2 separate regions of the Sus scrofa genome follow, and region 1 is linked to region 2. The links are chromatin contacts, called in public Hi-C maps. All regions are on one chromosome and are shown on one strand. Each heading gives the region's core, a stretch centred on a gene start, on an enhancer-like site or on the middle of the called end of the contact. The rest is flanking DNA. Distances are from core to core; before and after follow the strand shown.

Evidence for each region. A called contact is a pair of places that touch in the nucleus more often than the background predicts.
Region 1: a Hi-C map of fetal liver shows a contact between it and region 2, with 1.8 times the contacts expected there. The contact joins two enhancer-like sites. A contact is called at or near these places in 2 of 47 Hi-C or Micro-C datasets (embryonic fibroblasts and fetal liver).

The regions. Positions count from the first base shown.
Region 1 is chr5:48,332,010-48,335,328 of Sscrofa11.1, reverse strand. All of the region lies in intron 12 of LMNTD1 (lamin tail domain-containing protein 1), which reads right to left. Among named protein-coding and RNA genes, the nearest start is that of KRAS, 180 kb to the left of the region's middle. Within about 2 kb of position 1,623, at least 4 of the 83 cell types and tissues checked have an H3K27ac peak or open chromatin away from gene starts, as enhancers often do. A contact at or near this core is called in fetal liver, where this site is marked.
Region 2 is chr5:48,230,303-48,233,696 of Sscrofa11.1, reverse strand. All of the region lies in intron 4 of LMNTD1 (lamin tail domain-containing protein 1), which reads right to left. Among named protein-coding and RNA genes, the nearest start is that of KRAS, 280 kb to the left of the region's middle. Within about 2 kb of position 1,961, at least 2 of the 83 cell types and tissues checked have an H3K27ac peak or open chromatin away from gene starts, as enhancers often do. A contact at or near this core is called in fetal liver, where this site is marked.

The DNA.
Region 1 (3,319 bases), core at 374-2,873, 100 kb before region 2:
GCCCTATATATTAGGTTGGTGGGATCACAAAGTACCTCTAGTCCTGTGTGACCCCAGGGATGGTCCTTGTAGTTTCTTGAGGTGGTCCTTTCTTGGCTTTGGTAGTTTCCTTACATGCAGTGATCAGTACTCAGCTTGAGACTCAAGAGGAACCCTTAAGAGATCTCCAGAAGTTTTTCTCTCTGTGCATCTCTCCTTTCCATCCAGCTGGGTTTTCATGTTTCCTGTAGCTGCCCTGGCCTCCCCAAAGTCTCAACTCTCTCATCAACTCAAGGAGATCACTGGGCATCGTTTGAGCTCCCTATCCTGAGGCTGAGGCCTGGACACCAGGCAGTGACCGAGGGTTGTCATAGGGTCCCCTTCTTTCCCTTCTCTAAGGGATCACTGCCCTCTGCTGCCTATTGTCCAGGATCTAAAAACCACTGTTTCCTATATTTTATTCATAACTTTTTAGTTGTTAAGGTGGGAAGGTAAACCCAACTTGTTCCTCTGTCTTGGTCAGAAGTGGATGTCCAGACTTCCACATGCTTCTTTGAATCATGAACTTGAGGCTCTTGACTTCTCATCACTGAGATATTGCCTGGCACACAACAGTCAGTCCAATGTTATCTGCTGAATGTCGAAATGAATGAATAGCTGGTCTCCCTAATTATACTATCTAGTTAAAGATACAGTATTATTCTTCATTCCTCAGACTAGACACTTAATAGCAAAACTTCAAAAAGTTTTACAGGCTTGAGGTAATATCCCTGCTGTCACTTAGTAACCATCTGACCCTGTGATCTTTCCCCTTCTGAGGACAGCATGTACCTGGCAGGGCAGGCGCGAGAATGAACAGAGAGGTGGTGTACAGGAACCTCGCAGTAAGTTCTGAGTGAAATGCAAAAGCTTGCTGTTGTTTTTGATCTGCTTAAATAGTGACCGTACACTGATAGGAGGCTTTATAACTCATGTGTTTTCCATACATATGTGTGTCTCCCGTAATCCTAACAATATATTTTCTCCCAAATAATTACCTAGGCTTAATACAAAGCAAACAAAAGTCTCAAGAATCTTATGAAAGAAGAAAAAAAAAAATAAAGCCAGCTCTTGAGGCTTGAGAGCAGAGCTTTGCTTTCATGGAGGGCTTTTGAACATCACACTCTATTTCTGGCTTTGAAGAACAATATCCGAGCTTGCATGATAGACTTTGTCTCTCAAGTTTTTAACCTGCTCTGCATCTAGTTGTGCATGCCAAAATCTATTTGCACAGACTCCCTTTTGTACTCACCTTCTGTGATGTAAGGCCTAAAATTAATATTATGTGCTACCTTGACAGCTGATAAATTTGAGGGCCTTGAGTAGCCGAACCTAACCCATGTTCCCCTCCCCACTCTGCTTTCACAGATAAGGCCCCTTAACCAAACAAGCCTCCTTATCAAGGGGACCAGGCACAGTTTCTTCTTATTCCTGAGGGATGGGTTTTACTTTCCTGCCAGCCTGTGGGACTACTGAAACAAAATAATTGCATCCTCCTGTGGTAAACAGAAGGCATCTCCCGCTCTTGCTACTACAAAGCCTGCCTCCCACAGCCCCTGGTTTTTACCTCTGTCCCTGAGTGCAGCCTCCATGTAGCCCTGTGTGGGTGCTGTGTCCTCTTCCTTTGAGCCATGAGTGGCTGTGACTAACTGCGGTTTGTGCTATCTCTCCAGGGTGGGTGTCAAGTGTTTGGCCACCTCAGAACCCTAATGCAGGAATCTCTCCTTGGCCAGTGAGGTGAATGGGAGGGACTAAAACACCATCCATGTCACCTGTCGCACTGCCTCTCACCTTTCAGTGCTGGTGAAGAATGTGGAGGTAGTGTCTCCAGAGTCACTCCACTGAACAAAGAGATGAGGTTAAAGGGCTTGATTGAGGACAGCAGAGAGGAAAAGAGCAGTTAAAAGTGTGTTTGCTAATCCTTTGACAACTCTGAGAATTTAGAATTTTGTCTTTTTTTTTTTTTTTTTTTAGGGCCGCACCTGTGGCATATGGAGGTTCCCAGGCTAGGGGTCTAATTGGCGCTACAGCTGCTGGCCTACACCACTGCCACAGCAATGTGGGATCTGAGCTATGTCTGCAACCTACACCACAGCTCACGGCAACACCAGATCCTTAACCCACTGAGCGAGGCCAGGGAACTGAACCCACATCCTCATGGATTCTAGTTGGGTTCTTTAACCACTGAGCCACTACTGAAACTCCATACTCTGGGAATTTAAAGACAGATTCCTGAAAGAGGTTGGAAGGGGGATTAAGGAGCCAGCCCCAGAATCGTCTTCTCTGGCTCTGAGTGCTGGCCCTCCCATGTGCTGGGAGAGGGTAGCATGGAGTGTGGTGGGACAGGTACTCTTTGTATTCTCTGCCCTTCGTCTTCATCTGATTATATATCCAAGTTATGCTATGAGTGGTGGTCATTAGGAAGAGGAAGCCTTACCCGTCTAATAACCTCTTTGGTCAAGAGTCCAACTGGAGAGATCGGGAACCAGGTACATCCAAATATGGAGCCAGGAACAATGATTGAGTTGGCTTAGAGGGGTGGTGGTGGGGCAGGATGGAGCCAGAGGCTTTGAGAAGAAAAAAGGATAGTAAAGGAAGAGGTAGCAATAAAGTGTCTCTTCTGTTGGAATGGACATATTGCAGGATATAAAATATGATTTCCACCAAAATTTTAAATAAGAATATAATTAAATGAAAAATGAGAAACAAATGATGTGACTCTGACTATAGTTCATTCTCCCTAAAAATTCCTAGTCTTAGATTTACGAAACTGAATAAATTGGGGATTCAAGAGTTAATTTTAATTAAAAGAATTTGATGACTCTGGCATTTGTCATAAGCAGCTGATTTGAAAATCTTTCTGCTAGCTGGTGACTGGTGGGGTTATTTTAGTTGGTAAAAATCTCCTTCCAAGGTGACTAAGTCAGAATGGCCTCTCCTAAGAGAGTGAGGCAAAGAATCCTACTAAGAACCACTATACAGTCTGGGAACAATATACATGGTATACCAGGCTCTATTCTAAACACTTGCATACATGCGTTATCTCCTTTAATCCCCCAAACATACAAAGTAGGTGCTATCACTGGCTGTGTGACTTCTGGCAAGTTATTTAAACTTTCTGAGTCCTATCGGTAAAAGGAGTGGAGTCACAGCACCTATTTCATAGAGTTTTGTGAAAATTAAGTGATAGAATTGATGTAAAGCACTCAGCCCAATTCCTAGGATAGATTAACTGTGAAGGGGAGCAGAATGTGCCATCCAAAAGATTGCTCTTTGGCATAAGGATTATTTTGAGAAACTG
Region 2 (3,394 bases), core at 712-3,211:
TTAAAATTAAAAAAAACTATATTTTCTTACTTTCTTCCCCACATTTTATGATTTTGAAGTCTTTTTTTTAACATCTTTATTTTTGTCCTTTTGCTGTTCCTCAAGTTTATCTTCACTTTTACAGAGGTTTTTTTTTTTTTTTTTTTTTTTTTTCCTCTTTTAGATCTGTATACTGGCTTATTTAAGTGATTGCTTAATAACTATGATTTCATCCATCCTATTTCTTCTTGCCTTTTTTTTTTTTAATTTAGAGAAGCCCTGTCAGTATTTATTTTAGAATGGGTTTAGTACTGTACTCTTTTAGCTTTTGTTTGTTGGAGAGATTCTTTATTTCCCCTTCTATTTAAATGATATTCTTGCTAGATGGAGTATTCTAGGTTGCAAATTTTTTTCTTTCAGCAGTTTAAATATACCTTGCCACTCCTTTCTGGCCTGTAGTGTTTCTGTGGAGAAATCAGCTGATAGCTTTATGGGGTTCCCTTATAATTAATGCTTTGCTTTTCTCTTGTTGCCTTTAGAATCCTCTCTTTATCTTTAACTTTTGCCATTTTTATTATAATATGTCTTGGTGTGGTCCTATTTGGGTTCAACTTGTTTGGAGCCCTCTATGCTTCCTATATCTCAATTAGAGTTTCCTTTAGATTTGGAACGTTTTTAGACATAATCCTTCAAATATATTTTCAATCCCCTCTTCTTTTTCTTCTCCTTCTAGAATCCCTCTTATGTGTAGATTGGCCTGCCTTATATTATCCCATAGATCTCTTATATTGCTTTCATGTTTTTTCATTTGGTTTTCCATCTGCTGTCCTGATGGGGTGATTTCCATTATTATATCTTCTAGGTCACTAATTTGTTCCTCTGCATTATTCTTTCTGCTCTTTAGTGTCTTTACTTCAGTTTGTGTCTCTGCAAATGAATTTTACAATTTTTCTATGTTCCTTCTTATATTTTCTAGTTCCTTTCTAAAGGAATCTGCATTACTGTTCATATCGACTCAATTCCTTGATGTTCAGCCTTAATTCCTTCAGTATTTTCACTACCTCCCTTTTGAACTCAGTGTCTGTCTGACGCAGAGATCTGTTTTATTGTTTGCTGCTTCAGGTGAATTCTCCTGTTCTTTATAACTGGGAATGTTTCCTGAGCTTCTTCACCCTGCTTATGTTTTTCTTTTTCTATGAGTTTAGGAAACAAAACTACAGTCACAGAAGGCTACTTCTATGCAATAGCACCCCTTTGTATAATGTGGGAGGTTACTCTTTATTTTTGGTGTGGGAGTTGGAATATTTGCTTCTCTTTCTTCAGTGTGAGCAGGCTGTAATCCCCAGGGTGCTGAGTGTGTTTCCAGGGAGAAGGAAGCAGTGGGTAGGGCTAGTAGTCAGGGACTGGTTGCTGAGCTCTTAATAGCAGCAAGGACCTGCAGGAAGTTGCCACTGGCTACTTCTAGTTGCAGGGCCCTGGGAAGTAGTAATGAGCCTAGGCAGATTTACAAGGTGCCTAGAGCATTTTTGGCAGTGGCAGTAGCAGGGTGTGAGTTTCCAGGGGAGTGAGAGCAACAACAGATAGTGTTCAATTGCAATGCCCTTCTCTGAAGTGTTTGGAACCACAGGTGGTGCCTGTTCAGGAACCCCTATTGGTAGCGGGCCACAACCACCTATGGAGTCAGTGATAACTGCAGTGGTTTTCCCCTGCCACCTGAAGACTATGCAAGAAGCACCCTTTCTCACTCATCCCACACAGGAGGGGCTGAACAGACTGTCCTAGTTGCAGGATCCTGGGAAGTGACAGAGATCAAGCATGTGGGCACCGCCCAGAGCATTCAGCAATGGGAGCAACAGAGCTGCTGTGCTCCCAGGGGTGCGAGAGCAACAGGTGGTGTTCAGTCACAATGCCCTCCTCTGTGATGCCCTTGAGGTGACTGGGGTTGCAAGTGGTGCCTGTTCACGGACCTCCAGTGGCGGCAGGCCACGCCCACCTCTGCAGTCAGAGATAACAGTGGTGGTTTGCCCCAACCATCTGTAGACCATGCAAGAAGCACCTCATCCCACTTAGCCCCCACAGGAGGTACTGCACCAGCTGCTCCTAGTTGTAGGTTCCTGGGAAGGGACAGTGATCAAGCATCTTGGCACTGCCCAGAGCATTTGGCAGTGGCAACAGCAGAGCAGATGTGCTCCCAGGGGAGCTAGAGCAACAACATGTGATCTTCTGTCACCAAGTCCTCCATTGTAGTGCTCTCTGAGGTGGTTGGGGCTGCAAATGGCTCCTGTTCAGGGATTCTTGTTCTCTGACTCCACACCCACCTCTAGAGTCAGAGATAAGGGTGGTGGTTTGCTCCTGCCACCTGCAGACCATGCAAGAAGCACCCCATCCTGCTTAGCCCATGCAGGAGGTGCTGCAACAACTGCTCCTAGTTGTAGGGACTTGGGAAGGGACAGTGATCAAGCATCTGGGTCCTTCCCAGAGTGTTTGGCAGTGGAAGCTACAGGGTGGGTGTGTTCCCATAGGGGTGACAGAAATAATGTGTGGTGCTTGGCTGCAGTGCCCTCTTTTTTTTGCCAACCGCTGTGATGACTGGAGCCACAGGTGGAGCCCACTCACAGGCCCCTGGTTGTTCCATGTCATGCCTCCCTCTGGCCTCTGAGATACCTGCCATGGTCCATTCCCGCTGCCTGTAGGTCATGCAAGAGGCAACACAACACACTTAGCCCCCCACTGCCCTTAGCTCAAACAAGTAGCTTCTCACTACCTGTAGCCGGCACCAGAGGTACCCTGCCCTCTGGGAGCCCATGTGCATGCACAGGGAGATTCCTACGGCAGTCTACCCCTCCTCCTTTCACCCTCCCCAACAATGGTGTCTTGCTTCTCCTGCGGGCCCAGACCTTTTCTCTGGTTCCCTCTGCCATGGAGTTCCACTCCCCAGTTCATAGCACACTGCTCCCTGCTTGTGGCACATTGCTCCTTAGCCCCTTAGGCTGTTTCCACACAGCCAAACCTAGTCCTTTCCCTGGGATTGACCTCCAGAGCCTAAGTCTCAGTGTTCAGCCCCCGCCTGAGTGTCTCAGGCTGTGGTGTCCAGGGAGGTGCTGCAGATGATCTGTGCGGCTCTCACTCTACTTTGCCCTCCTCAGTCAAGCTGCTGTGCTTTTCTCCGTAACTTTGAGGTTCCTCTGTCTTGACTGATCTTATGGTCGGTAAGGTAGCTTCCCAGGATGTGGTTTCCTTTTCTCCTTCACAGTTCCCTCTCAGGAATGCTAGCCCGTCCTGATTCCTTTTCTCTCTCTCTCTTTTTCTTTTATTCTACCCAGTTTTTCAAGTGTTTCTTGCCCTTTTTGGAGGTTTAATTCTTCTGCCAGCATTCAGTAGATGTCCTGTGTGAGTCATTTTACATGTAGATGTG